Regions from separate parts of the Mus musculus genome. Here all the other regions are linked to region 3. The links are chromatin contacts, called in public HiChIP or PLAC-seq and promoter capture Hi-C maps. All regions are on one chromosome and are shown on one strand. Each heading gives the region's core, a stretch centred on a gene start, on an enhancer-like site or on the middle of the called end of the contact. The rest is flanking DNA. Distances are from core to core; before and after follow the strand shown. Region 1 has its middle 25 kb from the start of Gm38494. Region 2 overlaps Gm40966 (a long non-coding RNA gene). Region 3 holds the start of Gkap1 (G kinase anchoring protein 1). Region 4 has its middle 19 kb from the start of Gm40966.

Region 1 (4,048 bases), core at 509-3,008, 250 kb before region 3:
TAAATCTCTCTTATGTCTACTGCCGCCCAGCATAGACACAAACCCCGATCCTCCCCACTCAGGCCCTCTGATCTTCTTTCTCCTCTGCAAAGAGCTCCCAACCCCTCTGAGGCTGAGCTCCTCACCCCTCACCCTCTCGTGCACTCTCGACTCTCACCTGACTTTAACGTTGGGAAGCAGGGTAGAGCTGATAAGAGGCGAATTTACCAAGATGTCCATCAAAAGCACGTGCCGGGTGTCCTGGCCCCTGCCACAGCCCACCCCTTTTCATTGCGAATCAGTTGGCAGCACGTGTGCAGGTCTCAGGTTTCTGGTAGAGGGCTCCCTTCTCCGACAGAGCTTTCCTGCCCAGGGTGTTAAGGAACTGCTCATGTGGCCCGCCCCCTTAGGAAAATCCTCCCTGCTTCTTTCGTCTTACTCCTTCTAACTCTGCCCTTCACCCTGGCGCTGACACCATCTCTCCATCTCCCTCCTAAATAGCCCCTTGCCGGGGTTTGCAGCTCTCTCGCTTGTCTGTATGCATCCTGCCTGGGTCCACAGCTCACCAGTGCTTTCTGAGCAAGCCTCGGGCTTCTCCACGCCCTTCTTGATGGCACCTCCCCAGTGATGTTTCCTCCAATTCCAAGTGGAGGGGGCCAATCTGAGGAGGCCCAGCTGACATCTTAGGCTCCCAGGATCACCTGACTTTGCACTAGTATTTTTTCCATGTCACAGTCACTTGGAGGCCAGGGTCAGTGCGGCAGCTCCTAAGTGTGCTGCCCACCTCTGGGTACCACACAAGCTTAGAAACTGCCTGAGGGACCCACGGCAGCAGGTCAGTCATAAATACCTCAGTCTGTGGCTGCCCTCGGGGGTGTAGTATGCAGACAGTCACACAGCCGCGGACCAGAGAAAAGTCCTTTGCAGTTTTGAGTCTAGTTGGGGATGTTTTATGAGTCACAGAGACGGAGATGGACAGACCCTCTTGGGAGTTGTACACTCGGAGACAATAGCGGTTTCCTCTAGGACTTCCGAAACTCAAAAGCAGTCCCCAATGCTAGCAAGATTGTCACAGAAACAGAAGCTCTGCTTACCAGCAATCATGGACAAACTACTTCTGTCTCCAGCTGTGATACCAGAGGCATAGACTGACCCCATGCTCACCTGACTTGTCTCAACTGTCACAACATCTGGGGAGTGGTGTGAGTAAAGTAACTATCTTCTACCAGTGTGGTCAGCCCTGCCTTTGAAAGGTTCCCTCTTCTGCTCCCACCCTGCCTTGGAACACCAATAGTGACGATCTCTACCAATCTGATGAGGATGTTGGCTTCTGGGAGATGCTCCCTCCCCGTCCACACACTCTGCAAGACAAGGAAATCACTATGGGCAGTGGGGTGTTAGCCATGTCAACTAATCAGACCAATGTCATCCCTCAGAAACTTCTCAGAGACTGTTGGAAGCTACACACACACACACACACACAAACAAGACCCCAAAGGCATAGGAAAACTACAAGTGCCGGTAAGTTCAGAGGCAACATCTCCCCCCCACCCCTACCCCCGACACACACACAAACTTTAAAAAAAAAAAAAAACATTCAAGACCCAGGATCGTTTTTTAAATCCTGACTTAGTCACGCTCATTATACCTTGGCATTCAAACCTGCCAAGTTTATAAACCATGTGCTTCATTTCCCAGCCAACACACATCAGTCAGTATTTGAATAACACTTTCAGAGTAGATATGTGCTCATAACCACAAACTACCAGGTAACGAACTGACAAATCCTCTCTTTTATCTTCTAAACACATACTGTTCTCTGTGCTCCAAGTGGAGAAATAGCTGGTCAGTGTAATGGTGCAGAAGCCCATAGGCGAAAGATAAGCATGGGCTGGAGAGATGGCTCAGTGGTTAAAAGCATTGGCTGCTCTTCCAGAGGACCAATCACCATTCCAATTCCCATCACCCACATGATAGGTCACAACCATCTGCAACTCCAATTCCAGGGGATCCGACACCCTCACACACACATGTTGATAAAACACATATAAAAATTATAAGATAATCTGTGGTAGGTTGGTGGAGGGAAAGAGCCTAGGGAGAACACGGTGACAACCATGACCTTCAAAATTCACCTCTATACATAGATGCTTTCAATTACTGCACTCTACCTGTTAAGGATGCTCCCCCGTGCATGGGCAGCAACTGCCAGCAGGCGTCCATCCAGCTTCAACGGCGCCTTAGAAACTCTTTCGGTTTTGGTTTTTGGAGGTTTTTAGAGGGTTTGGGTTTTGGTTTTGTTGTAGATGTTTTATTTTGTTTTGGTGTTTGTTTGCTTGTTTAATTTTTTTATAAACAAGGTTTCTCTGTGTAGCCCTGACTGTCCTGGAACTCACTTGTAGACCAGGCTGCCTCAGACAGAGCTCTTACAGTAGTGACTTCACAGGGTCCCACTTGTCTTGTCAGCGAGGAGAGCAGGACAGAGCCACCAAGAGGGAGGAGATAGAAGAAGAGGAAGGAAAAGGAACAGAGTGAGCAAGACTGGGTGATGGGAGAAAAAGCACCAGGCACCTCCTCCCCCTCCCCCGCTCCTAGGAGAAGCTACAGTGCATACCATTCACTCAGGATCTGCCCTCTCCTTGAAGCATTTTGAGCCCCACTGAACATGAAGCCATCCCGCCTGCTGATGACAGCAGAACTGGCTGCTGCTGGATTCATTTAACACAGCCACCTAGAATCACAGTCCAGCCTGCGAAAAAAGAAATTCATTCTTTATTAAAAGCCAGCCTGACCTTTGGAAATCCTTATTTCTGGAAGAGTGAACTGACTTGCTATGACTAATGACTCCTAATAAGCTTCAAAGCCACAGGACCAGCGGGCACACGTGCAAGAAGATCTAACTGTCTCTGATAAAGATGCCACACAAACCATGTCACATCCTCCTAAGCCAGAGATACTGATGAACAAGCGGGAGTGGACACCATGGCTGACTTCAGAGATGTCCCCCACCCCAGCAGGGACAATGGGTAACAGAGACTACAGGGAAGATTGCACAAGGCAAGGTGTTGAGTGAGATGGGAGATGGGCTAGCAAAGGGCTGGCAGCAAGCCTGAGGTAGGCAGCTTTAAATAGTTCCAAGGATCTATACCCACTTTGGCAGACAGACAGACGAGCCCCACCTTCACCTGAGAAAAGCTAGAAATGGAGCAAGTCTTAAAAGTATAGCTTTCTTTCTTTCTTTCTTTACATCTTTCTAAACTATTTTAAAGTGTGTATGTCAGTGGCAACAGAGTACATGAGTGTGTGTGTGTGCGTGTATGTGTATGTGTGTATATGTGTGTGTGGGGGAGGCTGGGAGGGAAAGAGTCGGAGCATGCACACTGCGGGAACATGGGGTTTGGGGTGGGGTGGGGTGGGGTAGCCGGAGCATGCGCACTGTGGGAAGGCATGAGACATGATGAGGTCACTTCCGGCACACTGTGGCCATCCCTCAAGAGACCATATCAGGTTAGCATGACTTGGCGCTTCTCCTCGGCTATCTACCCAAGAGAAATGAAACCATGTCTACACAAAGACTCACACAGCACTGTTTATAGCCGAAGCCAAAAAGTGTAAGCATACACACTCCCAGTAACTCTAACATGAACGAGGAAAATATGGAGTGTCCGTATCATAGAATACTATTTGACAAGTAAGAAGCACAATATACTAGCAGTTACATAGGTGAGCCTTGAAAACATTATTCTTAATTTTTAAAGTCAGTTGCAGAATATGTTGAGCTATTCTATTTTTATAAAAAGCGCCTCTAACAGAATATTTTAGAGAAAACGCTTCCGTGTTCTAGGCTGGCAGTGGTTAGACAGAAGCTGGCTGTGAAGCAGCATGGGATCTCTCTCTGGAATGGAAAAAAAAAAAGTGTGTTCTGATAACTGCCAATGGTCGCACAGCTCTGAGTATAGTGGAGGAAAAAACACGGGATTTCATATTGTAGTGGGTCCATTTTATGGACTCTATCTCAATGAAACTTCCTAGGGGAGAAGAGGAGAAGAAGAGAAGCCACGTGGGCGGT
Region 2 (4,165 bases), core at 1,017-3,516, 200 kb before region 3:
CAGTGTAGATGTGACTTCACAACTAGAGCCCCTCTTTGCTCTTTTCCAGACTGTATCCTCCAGTCCTTCCTCGAGGCTATGTGCAATCAGGGTGGAATGGCATACAATGCTTAGGGGAAGTAGCTAGAGGTTCAGGTCAGGGTCCATGACCTTCTAGAACCCTCCTTCAAGGAGGGAAGGTCAACAGACAGCTGTCCCAGCTGGGATGACATTTTGCCAGTAGGCCCAGCTACACTTAAGGAGATGGTGACAGTTTGGCCCAGAAGATAGTCATTACTGTAACAGTGGCCATTCATGATTCTCTTGGGAAATTCCATTTCTAATCTTTTTTTTTTTTCTGAAAAATTTATTTATTTATTTTATGTATGTAAATACACTGTAGCTATACAGATGGTTGTGAGACTTCATGTGGTAGTTGGGAATTAAATTTTAGTTGACCTCGCTCCAGTCAACTCTGCTCACTCAGGCCCCAAAATTTATTTATTATTATATATAAGTACACTGTAGCTGACTTCAGACGCACCAGAAGAGGGCGTCAGATCTCACTATGGGTAGTTGTAAGCCACCATGTGGTTGCTGGGATTTGAACTCAGGACCTTTGGAAGAGCAGTCAGTACTCTTACCTGCTGAGCCATCTCACCAGCCCCACCATTTCTAATCCTTTCTCTGTGTCTCTAATGCATGATTTTTACTTTTGCTATAGATTGTGGGGAATGTTTAACACATTAACATTCCTTGCTTAGCCACACTTCCAATCCTGTGCTCACAACTCGTGACCTGCCTTTCCTTTATTAATGATTCTTTTCACTTAGTGGGCTTTTAAATTCTTGATGGCATCCAATATATCAATGTCTCGGGTTCTCTAGAGAAATAGAAGCAATGGGATGAATATATACACAGTCAAAGGGGATTTATTAAATGGACCTATATGATATGATCCAGGTAGTCCATCCATGGCTGCCTCACACCTGGGAGCTGGGACCTCTCCCTCTGCTGCTCTGTAAGGGTGTGGATGGCCTCAAGGCCCACTCAGATCATCTCCCCCATCAAAATCCTAACTTGTCACACCTGTAAGTCCCTTACTTCTTAGAGGACAACCTACGGTTCAGGCATTAGACCAACCAATGTGGACGGGAGAAGGGTCCTTTCTTAGCCTTCTGTACTACGTGTGAATTAAATCTCAACAAAGCCTCTTTCCCAATTGGAAAAAAAATGTAAATAAATAAAAATATACACAAAACATATTTGTGTTATAAACTTTCAAGAGACAGTGAAAGATGGCAAATGATTTGCCTATAAATTTTGCTATCTTGATTTGAATAAACCAACAACAAAAGGACATTTTGGAGACAAAGAAAGCCGACATGGGCTGGGTTTGTAAATAACCCTGAGAACTTATTTTTGAGGTAGGAGTACAGAGGGTAGGGTGTTTAGATCCTCTTGGCTAGAATGTCTGCAGGACCTGCTGTCTGTGGTAGCCTTCAGATTCTGGCAAAGGAGGGAGATCATGCTGAATAGGGTCTGGAAGTGAGCCAGCGGTGTGCCAGCGGTGAGCCAGTGGTGAGCCAGCGGGCACAGGCAGGACTGGCCAGGCTGGAGAAGGTTCATCTCTTCATTCTTATAGATTTGAACTTTGTGTGTGTGTGTGTGTGTGTGTGTGTGCGCGCGCGCGCGCGCGCGCGTGCATATGAGCAAATACATTACATTTATGGAAACAAGTTTAATTTTCTGAATTCTGAAAAACATTTATATGTTAGCTTTAAGAAAATACAAGATCTTCCCTGATATTTTCATAACACAATTCTAACATTTAAAAAGTTTTTTTTAAAGGACTTTTAGAAATGCACTCAGTTTCCCTCTGGTCTTACCCCAAATCTCTTCAATTAACGCCATTTTCTGTATGCATGACATAGCGGGGTGGTGAGGCTTTTCCCTAAAGAAATTGATTTTTCCCCCCAAAGAGTAGATAAATAAGGGCTTTCAAATGTCTCATTTCCAAAAGTACTCCGGGCTCTCGCTCTCTCTTCAGCATTTTTTAAAGCGCTTTTAGAAAGCGCAATCTTGAGATTGAATCAGCCGCTGCACCTGCAGCCCCGGCTTCAAGTGCCCCACTGTTTAGGAAGAAGCCCCGCACACTTGCCCTTTGTATCGCTTTTGTTTCCAAAAGAAAAAGTCAAATCTACCGCAGTCTTCCTCTAAACGGAAAATAAAAGGCTTGAGGGCAGCCACAGAACAGGGCAGGGCGGAAGGGGACCTTTGGCGGAGCAGACACCGGCGGTTAGCATCTATGGCTGCGGTCAGGCAAGAACTTGGCTGTGAGCGCCTGAAGAGGAGTTGTCTGAACCCGAAGAAGGTTCGCGGGCTGGGGTGTGCAGCTCTTTCGCAGCCAAGGATTCACAACGTCCTTCCAAATCCCCAGACCTACCCCACAAGTGGAAGAGTTGCTTATTTTGAATTTGGTCTGACTCTTTTGTTATCTATTGAGGTTGTAAAGACTTGTAAATGTACACATTTTCAAAGAGCCCGGGGAGGTGTCTACGAAACAAGGCTTTCTGAGTCTCAAACCTAGTGCTCCCCCACACAGAAACAGACGCCCGTGGCGCTTTCTTTTTATATCTTTTGGTAGTTTTGGTTCGTTTGGTTTCATTTTTTTTTTAATTGTGTATGCGTGTGAGTGTGGACATGTCAAGTCCCCTGGTGCTCATGTGGAGGTCAGAGCACACCTTCCAGCTATTAGTTGACTTTGAGTATCACTATAGTTATCTTGTCTTCTTTTTTTTCTTATGTTATAGATTATCATTTTATTTAAGAGAAAATTCAAGATTCAACCCACTTAAAAAGAAACAAACAAACAAAAAAAAATTCGCCCGCTTGTAGAAAGACTCCTGGCATCACCACTGGCCTTTAGGATACCAATGCAATACATTCCAGAGACTAGCCTTTTTTTTTTTTTTTTTTTTTTTTCCTGTAAGTGTCTTAGCTCCACATTGTGAACATTAGAGAAGATCAACAATCCAGACTTAAATCGAATAGCTTTGCTTGCATTGCAGATGCTGCGTCCCTTCTTCAGTGGCTTGGCAATCAGCGGCCGGGTACTGCTCTGAAGAATTCAATCAAATTGGCATTGAAGACCTGTCAGTCATCACCATTAGGAACGCGGAAGCTGCAAAAGTGGAGCTGGGGGAGGGGGGGGGGGCCGGCTGGCTGTCAGTGTAGCTTTCTCAAATTAGCCTAAGCTTCTTCAGTGCTACCTTTTCTGGGCCACACAACTTTCTTCGTGGCTTTCAGGGTCAATCTCTAGTGACCCACTTTCTCCTCCGAGGTGGTGCCTCCTCAAAGTTCCTCAGCGTTCTGAAACCACCAGGTGGGAAATGCAGTTCAGAGGTTTATAAAGTCCGCTGTGGGCATGGCGGAAAGCATGGCAGGACTCCGACAGTCGTGGTGCTGAGGAGCCAGCTGAGAGTTCTACATCTGGATCCACAGGCAGCAGGAAGAGAGCACCTCTTTGTGTTTATTCAAGTGTTAAGTCTATGTATTTCCCAATACAGATATAAACTACTTGTTTTTAAAGATTTGTTTATTTCCTGTATGTGAGTACACTGTAGCTGTCTTCAGATACACCAGAAGAGAGTGTCAGATCACACTGCAGATGGTTGTAAGCCACCATGTGGTTGCTGGGAATTGAACTCAGGACCTATGGAAGAGCAGTCAGTGCTCTTAACCACTAAGCCATCTCTCTATCGCTATTTTACTTTTTCTAAGTGATTCACGCAGGTGAACATTTGAGCTACCTCCAGAGTTGTGCAATTCCCAGTCAAAGCTATACTAAACTTGCACTCTCAAACTTTCCTTGAAAAGACATCTCACCAGGCTGCCTGCCATACCAATTTTAAAAAAAGGGGGAGGGGGTGCGCACGACACACATGGGAACAACCAAAAACACTCAAGAACACTCAGAAAAGGTAACACCAAGTCACTGGCACCCTGCAGACAGAAGCCTCCCCTCCCGTCCCTCTCACCCCCACCTCCCCACACACCAGCAGCAGCAGCGGCAGCAGCCCCGAATCAATGCTGTGAAGAAGATTCGAGATGCAGGGCTAGCGTGATGCTCCCAGCCTGACAAAAGGCTTTGTTTTAGAAACCTCCCAGGCTGCAGAGAAAAGCA
Region 3 (4,055 bases), core at 1,522-4,021:
TTAGGATATTCCCTATAGGACCCAGGTTCTAAAAAAAAAAAAAAAAAAAAAAAAACAACCCGGTCAAATGCACCAGTTTAGAAGCCTTACTATATGTTCAATTTTATGTTTGCAGATGCCTGCCTGCAGGTATCTGTGCACCGCACTCATGGCCACAAGATCTGGAGCTACAGGTGTTTGTGAGCCATCATGGGGGTGCTGCGAATCAGACCCACACAGGTCCTCTGAAGAGTGGCAAATACCCTCAACCACTGAGCCATCGCTCCAACTTTACGGTACTTCTAGATGCTCCTTCCTCCCTCGGCCTTCCAGCCTACCACGCCTGAGTCCATGCAAATCCACGTTGTTCCCTTCAGAAGGGGAAGCTCTTCCTCCAGGCCCGTTGCTGGGGTGCTGCCAATTCCGGGGGATACCTGGAGGAGGTAAAGGGTCCTACCTGGCAGTGGCAGGCACAGTTCCTGCTCATCTTCTATGGGAAATAGTGCACAGGAGCATTAACCCGCGGGGGCTGAGAAAAGGAGTCTGTGTTCAGGGGCACGAGTTGTGATAAACGATTAGCTGACCTTGCTCTGGGGACACTTTGTTCTTGATCTATCAATCCACCCACTTACTTCAACATGCCCTGAGTGTGTGAGCAGGGCTAGGACTGTCTCTAGGCAACCCCGAGCCCGAAAGTAAGAGTCTCTAAAGCCCTCCTCAGTGAAAACACGGTTGTTGTGATCGTGGCAGCCAGTCACAACCCACACACGTGGTTTTCCCGCACCCTCCACGGTGTGTGGTTCTGACCCACACTCCCTGGCCCAGCTTTGACGAGACTGAAGTCCCCTGCTGTGGTGCCTTACCCAAGTGTCCCTCTCTTCCTCCCTGCCCACCCTCCCCTCCTCTGTTGACTTTCCTCATCTAGAGCTGAGCTTCCCAAAATCTGATGGGGTCACCTCTTGGAATTTCTTTGAGGTTGCAGATTCTAATGGGCAGGTGTGTGTTAGGCCCGAGATCCACACGTTTCTGACAAACTTGCTGGTGACACACATGTGGTCAACTTTGGGGTAGCAAGACTCTAATGATGATGTATTTCTAGACTGAGTCTGCCCCCTTCTCTTATAGCAATACGCTACTAAGCTGAGGAGTTTCCGATCCTTGTGTGTGTTGTTCATGCACATGCTGGGAGGGGGTGTGGTTATCATTTGTCAGGTGCTATCTTTTTGTGGAGAGTGGGAGGGTAGCTAACAAGACCGAGGGATCCACCTGTTTCTGCCCGCTAATCTTTGGGACCAGAGCTTGATATACCACGCTGGGAGCTTTTACATTTATTCTGGGGCTAGAACTCAAGCTATCGACTGAACTATTCCCCAGCACCCAGTGTACTGTCCAGGTGCAGTTCTTTCAGCTGTTTTAGAACTGCTTCAACTGCTTATGGCCACCTATTTAGCTGCCTTCAACCCCAGTCCTATGAAAACCGGTAAGTAGCTGCATCCTCCTCTTCCAAGTGTTCACGCTCCCTCTTACAAGCAACCGGGTCTCAAGACCTCATTTCTCCCTTCCCAATCAGATGTTCAAATCCTGTAGAATGCACCTCCACATCACTTCTCAATCATTTAAAATTCTTCCTGCCTTCCTTTATCTTGTCTTGCCCCATCCTCTTGGCCCCGACCCCCGGATCAATCTTTCTGTGTAGCCACCGGCCTTGGACTCACTTTCTGATCAGCTTGCCAAGTGTTGGGGGCTCATAGCCGTGTGTCCTCACCGCCCCCCCCGCCCCCCCATAGCTCATCTGTTATTACCGTCTGCCTGGTCTACACAGGACTGCCAGTTTTCAATCTCTAACATCTGCAGGAGTTACAAAGCAAAAAAAGCCTTCATTTCTTCCTTCAAACTTCTAAATCCTAAAACATCAAATATTGCCTTAAACATCAATCCTTACTCTTGGAACTCAGCCATCCCTCACCACCGCCGCCCCCCTCCCTCATTTTTCAGTCGTCTCTGCCACTTGTCAACACCTCCAATCTCATTGTGGAACGCAGCGTCCAATGGCCTCCATCCAAGGCCCCGAGGTCTCCCCGCAAAACCCCACCTCTTCCCAGGCCAAATCCAAAAGCCTCCTCCCTCGCGCTGCCCCAAAGATGCTCGCAGTCCTCGGATCCCGAGTAACATTCTCTTTTTCCACCGGGCCCTAGGGTGATCTGGCGTCTTCTGCGATTCTTTGCTTCGCTCCCCACTGTGTCCCCCACGTCTACACCCGCGGCGGTGACTCGCGCGGGACATCGCCGGGCAGCCCGCACGGCTGGGCGGTAGCGGACGGGTTTGCCGGTAAGCCGCTTAACTTTGCAAAACTAAAGCGGCCCCGGAGGTGCTCCCGCGGGAACCCAAGGCCGTCCGGCTGTTTGCATCTCGTGCAGCACCGCCCTCCCTCGCCGACTGGAGGTCCGCCTCCGCCCCCGGGCCTCCCCACAGCCTGGCGATCCCGCCGCGCGCCGCCCGCGGCGGCCTAAGCCTCCTCCCGGAAGGCCTCCCACCTTCCCGGCTCCGCGACCCCGAGGACCGCGGAGCCGCCGCCTACGCGAGCCGTTTGGACCCTGCGCGGCCCCCGTAGCGCGGCTCCTCCAGCAGGTGGTTCTGGTCCTCCGCAGTCCGTCCCCCGCGGACCTCTCCTCGGCGTCAGCGTCCGCCGCGCTGCGACCCTCGGCAAAGAAGTCCCGCGCGCCGGCCGGCCACGGCGGGCGCCAGGCTTGCGGGTCCGCCCCGCCCCGCCCCGCCCCGCCCTCCGCGCGCCGCCGCCCTCCGCGGGCCCGTTACTGCGGACGCCCCGCGGCCCGCGCCCAACGCCCGGGGGTAGCGCGGGAGCGGCGGGGAGACGGGAGCGGCCGCACCGCGGCGAGGGAGGCCCGGTGAGTCTACGGAGCCTCGCAGCTCGTGGCTGAGGGGACGCGGCCGAGTGCGGCCTGAGGCGGGGAGCGGAGCGGAGCGGAGCCGAGCGGGGCTGAGCCGAGCGGGGCCGGGCGGCGGGAGGGCCGCGGAGGCTGCGGGGGAGTGCGGGCCGCAGGCCTGGTCCGCCGCGGCCGGCCGCGGGAGTGACAGCAGGTGCGGCCGCCCGTTCGGGGCTCCCCGGGGCGCCCACCCGACGCCGGTGTCGCTTGCAGGCTTGGACACCGCGTCTCGGCAGCGGCTGGGGCTCGCCCAGCCCGCCGCGCTCTTTCTCCGGGTACTTCGCGAACAAGTTTTGGAGCACCCGGAACTGCTCGTGCGTGAGATTTGGCTTCGGTTCCCGAAGGAGGAGAGAGGGGCTGCTCGCCGCTCGCCTTCCCTCCCTCCCTCCCAGCAGCCCGAGGTAGATGCGCAGGCTCTCGCACAAGCCCCTGCTGTCGGGGCTTCCAGCAGCTATGCGCGGCGGCGGCGGTGGCAGCGGTAGGGTGCCAGCCTCGGGGTGTCTGTAAACGCGGAGCAGTCGGGGCAAAAGTTTATCCCATTGTCTGCCCCGCTCCCTCCACTGGCGACATTTCTCAAGGGATGTCGGTGGAGAGTTCTAGCGAGAGGCAGAGGCGCTGGAAAAACACAAGCATTGTTCTTCAGCCTCGTCTGTTTATGTGAAGGCGCTTGCGCCCGCCTGTCACGGGAATGAAGTTAAGCTGTAGCTCCAGAAATACTGGAGAAACTGCCGAAAGATGGTAATGCTGTATTGAGAATCTTCCTAGAAAGCCTGGGGTTTCCCTACACTAGCTTATGCCACTAAAATCGGTTAGTCTAAGCCTCTTTAATGTGATTTTTCACTAAAGATCGAAATACACCTGTTTAATATTAACCCTAGGGGCTTCTAGCAATCACTCTAGAGCGAGAACCTACACGTGGATCAGAGGGACGTTGTGTGCAAGTGAAAATCACCTTTGCACTTCATGACTGAATTCCTTAGTACATGTCTGCAGTTTGCTTTTTGTTTTTGTTTCTAAGAGTTCACAACCCACAGAAGTTGAGAGCTTCGGATTAGAAAAGGAAGGCTGCACCTAACCAGTGTGTGTGTTGCGGGGGGGGGGGGGGTGGGGGGGGGTGGTGGAGCTCCGGGT
Region 4 (4,009 bases), core at 1,108-3,607, 220 kb before region 3:
TGACCAGAAGAGAATGCTCTGTTGCATAAAAGGATTTTTCGGTCAGGTGGGCTCGACATCTACCTACATAGCATACTTTTTGAAATGTCAGGAGAGGTTTCTCCCCAGAGATCTCCTGATGTGGCTTCCTATCCCTCTGGAAGGTTCAACTCCTTCATGGGCTGCTCGAGCTGACAGGTCCTTTCTGAAAGCTGAGCATAAAGAGTTACAGCGACAACCGGGAGTTTCTAAGCATCAGCTTAGCGGAGGAGGCAAAGCCAGGAGCCTTCATCTTTCATCGCACGCACCATGGGCAAAGCTAAGACTGTCTGTCCTACTTGGCTACATTCCCAGGGTAAGCTCGGGCCATGGCACAGAACAGTGTGTAGCGAACACTCACAGGGCTGATTAGAAAGTAAAGCAAACAACAGGCAGGGGTGATGGAGAGAGATCGAGAGGCAGAGAATTAAGAACAGGTTTTAAGAACAGCTTCCGATTGTATGCCGGGGTGGCGAGGGGTGTTGAGGGAGGGAATGAAGGGATTCTTGCTTTCTCCCTAAGAAGGTTTGCATCAGTGGCTGAGTGGGGTGATGGCTCAGTGAGTGAAGGCACCTGTCACCAGACCTTAGGACCTGAAGTATTCCAGGGGACCCACGTGTTGAAAGAACTGATAACCTGCACTTGTGCACCATGGCACCCTCATACGAACACACACGCACACACAGGCACTAAATATGTATTTTTTTTTAAAGAGAGCTTGCCTATCTCAGGTTGTGGAGAGAGCTCCGTGGGTAGAAGAATCTTCCACAGAAGGTAAGGACCGGATCTGAGTGCCCAGACTCCATGTAACACATCTAGAGTACGTGGCCAGCACTCATACAGGGAGATAGGAGGCAGAGACAGGACGCGCACGAGTCAACCGGCCTGGGATCTATCACAGAGAAAAATGGAAGGTAAGGACCAATACCCAACACAGAGGATGTCCCCTGACCTCCACAGCCATGACATGCACATGCATGCATGAACACATTCCTATGTCTGTGCGCGCACACACACTCGCACACAAACACTATACAGAAAAGATAATTATCTTTCCAAAGCTCTTTGGCTTGAGAGGCAGAGGCAGGCGGATTTCTGAGTTTGAGGCCAGCCTGGTCTACAGAGTGAGTTCAGGACAACCAGGGCTACAAAGAGAAACCCTGCCTCAAAAACAAAAACAAACAAACAAAAAAGCCAACAGCAACAAAAAGCTCTTTGAAGAAAAAGAACAGGAATAAGTTATTTGGGGGATAAGACGCACAGAGCTTTGTAAGCAGCAGAATATGTGGTGTATGGAGTGCCCTGACTGTGACTTCTGTATCGGGGTCTTGACTTACAAAGCACTACATCTTTATGAACTCAGAGAGTGCTCTAGGTGGTGGAGACTGTGGCAGACTCCACTCAGATGCTAACCGTGCTCTATGAACGCTGAGCACTTAGTGCAGAACAGAACAGGGAGGGCTGTGCCGTGCAGGAGCAGTCTAAACAGACTCCGAACCAGAATCCACTCTTGGGGGCCTCAGATGTAACAGTGAGATCCCCGTGAGACGCGGCCACAGTCAGTTAATCCCCATCAGTGGATCCTCCATACTGAGGGGGCAGAGATGACAATGACAGGTTCACAAGAACTTTGTCATCTTATTGTCACAGCAAGGCATGGACACCGTACACACCATAGGATATAAATTCAGAGAAAGACACTGCGTTCCGGTGCTGCTGTCCTGGGAAGACTCCATGTGGGAGGGGGGAATTCATCGCTAGACAATGTCAGGCATGCAGATCTATGAGAGAGAACGAGGCCTGAGTGGGTGGATTTGTGAGTGGAATTCAGTGAGCGTGTAAAAACTATGCAAGAAGCTTGCTTCTACTAGGCACACTGGTGGACACCTTCGAACCCAGCCCTGGGAGGCAGAGCTCTGTGAGTTCCAGACTAGCCTGGTCTGCACCATAAATTCTAGGCCAGCCAAGACATAGTGAGGACCTGTTTCAAACAAAGTGAACAGAAGAAAAAAGAAAAAGAAAAAGTAAAGAAGACTCTGTTGGTTTTGATTGTGAAAGTCCCAGAAAAGCTCTGAGACTCCTCCTTCATCCCTCAGTGGCTCGGGGGTGAGAGACCAGGACTGCCATGGTTGCGTTTCCACGAATACATACGTGAAGACACACATCCCTAAGCTCCCCCTCGCAAGGCCCCCCACTGTCCACTGCCTTCCCTCCCCGTCTGCCTGGATCCAGAGTGGAGAATATGTTTCCCTCCAAGAACCTGCTTGGCTTACCCTCAAGAATACACTGCTGATGGGGGCCAGGTGTTAGGAGCAGCCTCCTCGGAGCCATGCAGGCCACAGGGCCGGCTGGCAGGCGTGCCAGCTCTCAACAAGGCCCTGTTGTACTCTAGTCTGTCACTCACTGAATCTACAGATACAACACAGTTAAGATGAAAACACACACACACACACACACACAATGAATGGGTAATTTCACAGACACTTCAGCGCCCCAAGTGCTTGAGATAGTGTAGTGGAGATAGTGTAGTGGAGATAGTGTAGTGGAGATAGTGTAGCCAGATTCTTCACGTTCCTGGGCTATGGGACAGACTACACACGATGGCTCCCGTTCACCAGCGAGAACCTAACGGGCCACCTCCTCAGACCCACCAGTAACAAACTTGTCCTGGACAATGGCTATTACTGGAGCTGAGCACCCTGATGCAATCTGATGCTAATTTCAACATTGCTCAGCCCAGGCAGCTGCACCTCTGTGGGTTACAAAAGCTCAGAGAAATCCGTAAAGTCGAATTTATACAGAAACAACAGACTTTCCAGCCAGAGGCGGTGGCATATGCCTAGAATATCAACACTCTGGGGGCTGGGGTAGGAGGACTGTGAGTTCAGGGTTTGCCTGGGATTCACAGGGGACCCTGTCTTGGCAAAAGAAGAAGAGGGGGTGGGGGGAGGGAAGGAGGTGAGAGGAAAGGGAGGAAGAGGAGAGGGAGAAGGTAATAATGGAGAAGAAGGAGGAGGAGGGGAAGGAGGAAAGGGAGGAAGACAGGGCAAACAAAACCTACACACTATAAATACCATATAGCCAGCATCATAGGGTGGCCATAGCCAACTAGCCTTTCTTCAAGCACTGTTCACCCTGTTTGGCAAATTAATCACCTAAAAGAGAAAGAGAGAGAGAGAGAGAGATGTGACCAACCTTCCTCCTTCCCTCTTTCAACATTCAAGGCATTCAAATAACTAGGAAAGAAATTTCTGGAAAATTCTTTGCAAATTATAGAAACAAGAGCCCAGAAAACATACTTAATAGCAGAACTTATTCTAGGGCCAAGTGGGAGCAGCTTTTCAGCTCAGAGGTCACTTGCTAAAAATAGCCTCAAATTTAGCACTCTGACATCATCTCCCAGCGAGGCTGATGGACATTTAGACAAAGGCAGGCTGACAGGGCCGGGGGTGGGGGTGGGGGAGGGAGGCCATCGTACAATTTTAAAGCTGTTCCATTTCTGGGCTGTGTCACCTATCGTGGATTAATATTATAAAGACTTCTCATGAATTAAAAACTAAATGACCTCATAATATGTTTGCGTGAAATCATTACACAGTTAAGTACAAGCTACACAGCTCTACACGTACACTTATGATATATGCTTTTAAGTCATCAGCCCTTTGCTGTCTTTCTCTCTCTTCTTTTTTTTTTTTTTTTGGTTTTTCGAGACAGGGTTTCTCTGTGTAGCCCTGGCTGTCCTGGAACTCACTCTGTAGACCAGGCTGGTCTCGAACTCAGAAATCTGCCAGCCTCTGCCTCCCGAGTGCTGGGATTAAAGGCGTGCGCCACCACGCCCGGCTCTCTATTTTTTAATATACCTGTGTCTGAAAAATTTGGGCGCTGGGGAGAAGCCTCAGTAAATGAGCAGTTGTTATGCAAGCATAAGAACCGAAGTTCAAATCCCAAATCCGCAGGACGCAGGTAAGAAGCCAGACATGCCCACATTTGT

Evidence for each region. Promoter capture Hi-C pulls out the DNA fragments that hold promoters and counts their contacts. HiChIP or PLAC-seq counts read pairs in DNA pulled down with a chosen protein or histone mark.
Region 1: a promoter capture Hi-C map of trophoblast stem cells shows a contact between it and region 3, with 3 times the contacts expected there. The contact joins the enhancer-like site here to the promoter of Gkap1 in region 3. A contact is called at or near these places in 20 of 39 promoter capture datasets (the 3T3-L1 cell line, 3T3-L1-derived adipocytes, the C10 cell line and 13 more), 3 of 15 datasets of contacts at CTCF or cohesin (the G1E-ER4 cell line, large pre-B cells and pro-B cells), 11 of 484 Hi-C or Micro-C datasets (the AML12 cell line, CD4 T cells, the CH12 cell line and 8 more), 20 of 115 datasets of contacts at active chromatin or transcription factors (the 230-238 cell line, bone marrow-derived macrophages, embryonic basal ganglia and 12 more) and 4 of 9 other capture datasets (adipose tissue, embryonic stem cells, liver and 1 more).
Region 2: an H3K27ac HiChIP or PLAC-seq map of embryonic stem cells shows a contact between it and region 3, with 5 times the contacts expected there. The contact joins the enhancer-like site here to the promoter of Gkap1 in region 3. A contact is called at or near these places in 8 of 39 promoter capture datasets (the C10 cell line, cranial neural crest, embryonic stem cells and 2 more), 3 of 484 Hi-C or Micro-C datasets (embryonic fibroblasts, group 2 innate lymphoid cells and reprogramming fibroblasts), 13 of 115 datasets of contacts at active chromatin or transcription factors (the 230-238 cell line, effector CD8 T cells, embryonic stem cells and 3 more) and 3 of 9 other capture datasets (adipose tissue, embryonic stem cells and liver).
Region 4: an H3K4me3 HiChIP or PLAC-seq map of stem cell-derived neural progenitor cells shows a contact between it and region 3, with 4 times the contacts expected there. The contact joins the enhancer-like site here to the promoter of Gkap1 in region 3. A contact is called at or near these places in 10 of 39 promoter capture datasets (the 3T3-L1 cell line, 3T3-L1-derived adipocytes, the C10 cell line and 4 more), 1 of 484 Hi-C or Micro-C datasets (the G1E-ER4 cell line), 6 of 115 datasets of contacts at active chromatin or transcription factors (embryonic stem cells, extraembryonic endoderm stem cells, large pre-B cells and 2 more) and 4 of 9 other capture datasets (adipose tissue, embryonic stem cells, liver and 1 more).

Annotation. Positions count from the first base shown.
Region 1 is chr13:58,519,606-58,523,653 of GRCm38.p6, reverse strand. No RefSeq gene overlaps it. Among named protein-coding and RNA genes, the nearest start is that of Gm38494, 25 kb to the left of the region's middle. Within about 2 kb of position 1,758, at least 30 of the 459 cell types and tissues checked have an H3K27ac peak or open chromatin away from gene starts, as enhancers often do. A contact at or near this core is called in the G1E-ER4 cell line, bone marrow-derived macrophages and trophoblast stem cells, where this site is marked.
Region 2 is chr13:58,470,027-58,474,191 of GRCm38.p6, reverse strand. Gm40966 (a long non-coding RNA gene) reads left to right here. Exons shown (of 3, transcript XR_873533.2): 3 at 3,051-3,564. Among named protein-coding and RNA genes, the nearest start is that of Gm40966, 5.3 kb to the left of the region's middle. Within about 2 kb of position 2,266, at least 66 of the 459 cell types and tissues checked have an H3K27ac peak or open chromatin away from gene starts, as enhancers often do. A contact at or near this core is called in the 230-238 cell line, effector CD8 T cells, embryonic stem cells and 2 more, where this site is marked.
Region 3 is chr13:58,272,904-58,276,958 of GRCm38.p6, reverse strand. Gkap1 (G kinase anchoring protein 1) reads left to right here and starts at 2,771. Exons shown (of 12, transcript NM_019832.4): 1 at 2,771-2,885. It overlaps Gm26555 (a long non-coding RNA gene), which reads right to left and starts at 2,108. Exons shown (of 8, transcript XR_873524.3): 1 at 1-2,108.
Region 4 is chr13:58,494,344-58,498,352 of GRCm38.p6, reverse strand. No RefSeq gene overlaps it. Among named protein-coding and RNA genes, the nearest start is that of Gm40966, 19 kb to the right of the region's middle. Within about 2 kb of position 2,357, at least 34 of the 459 cell types and tissues checked have an H3K27ac peak or open chromatin away from gene starts, as enhancers often do. A contact at or near this core is called in 3T3-L1-derived adipocytes, adipose tissue, extraembryonic endoderm stem cells and 1 more, where this site is marked.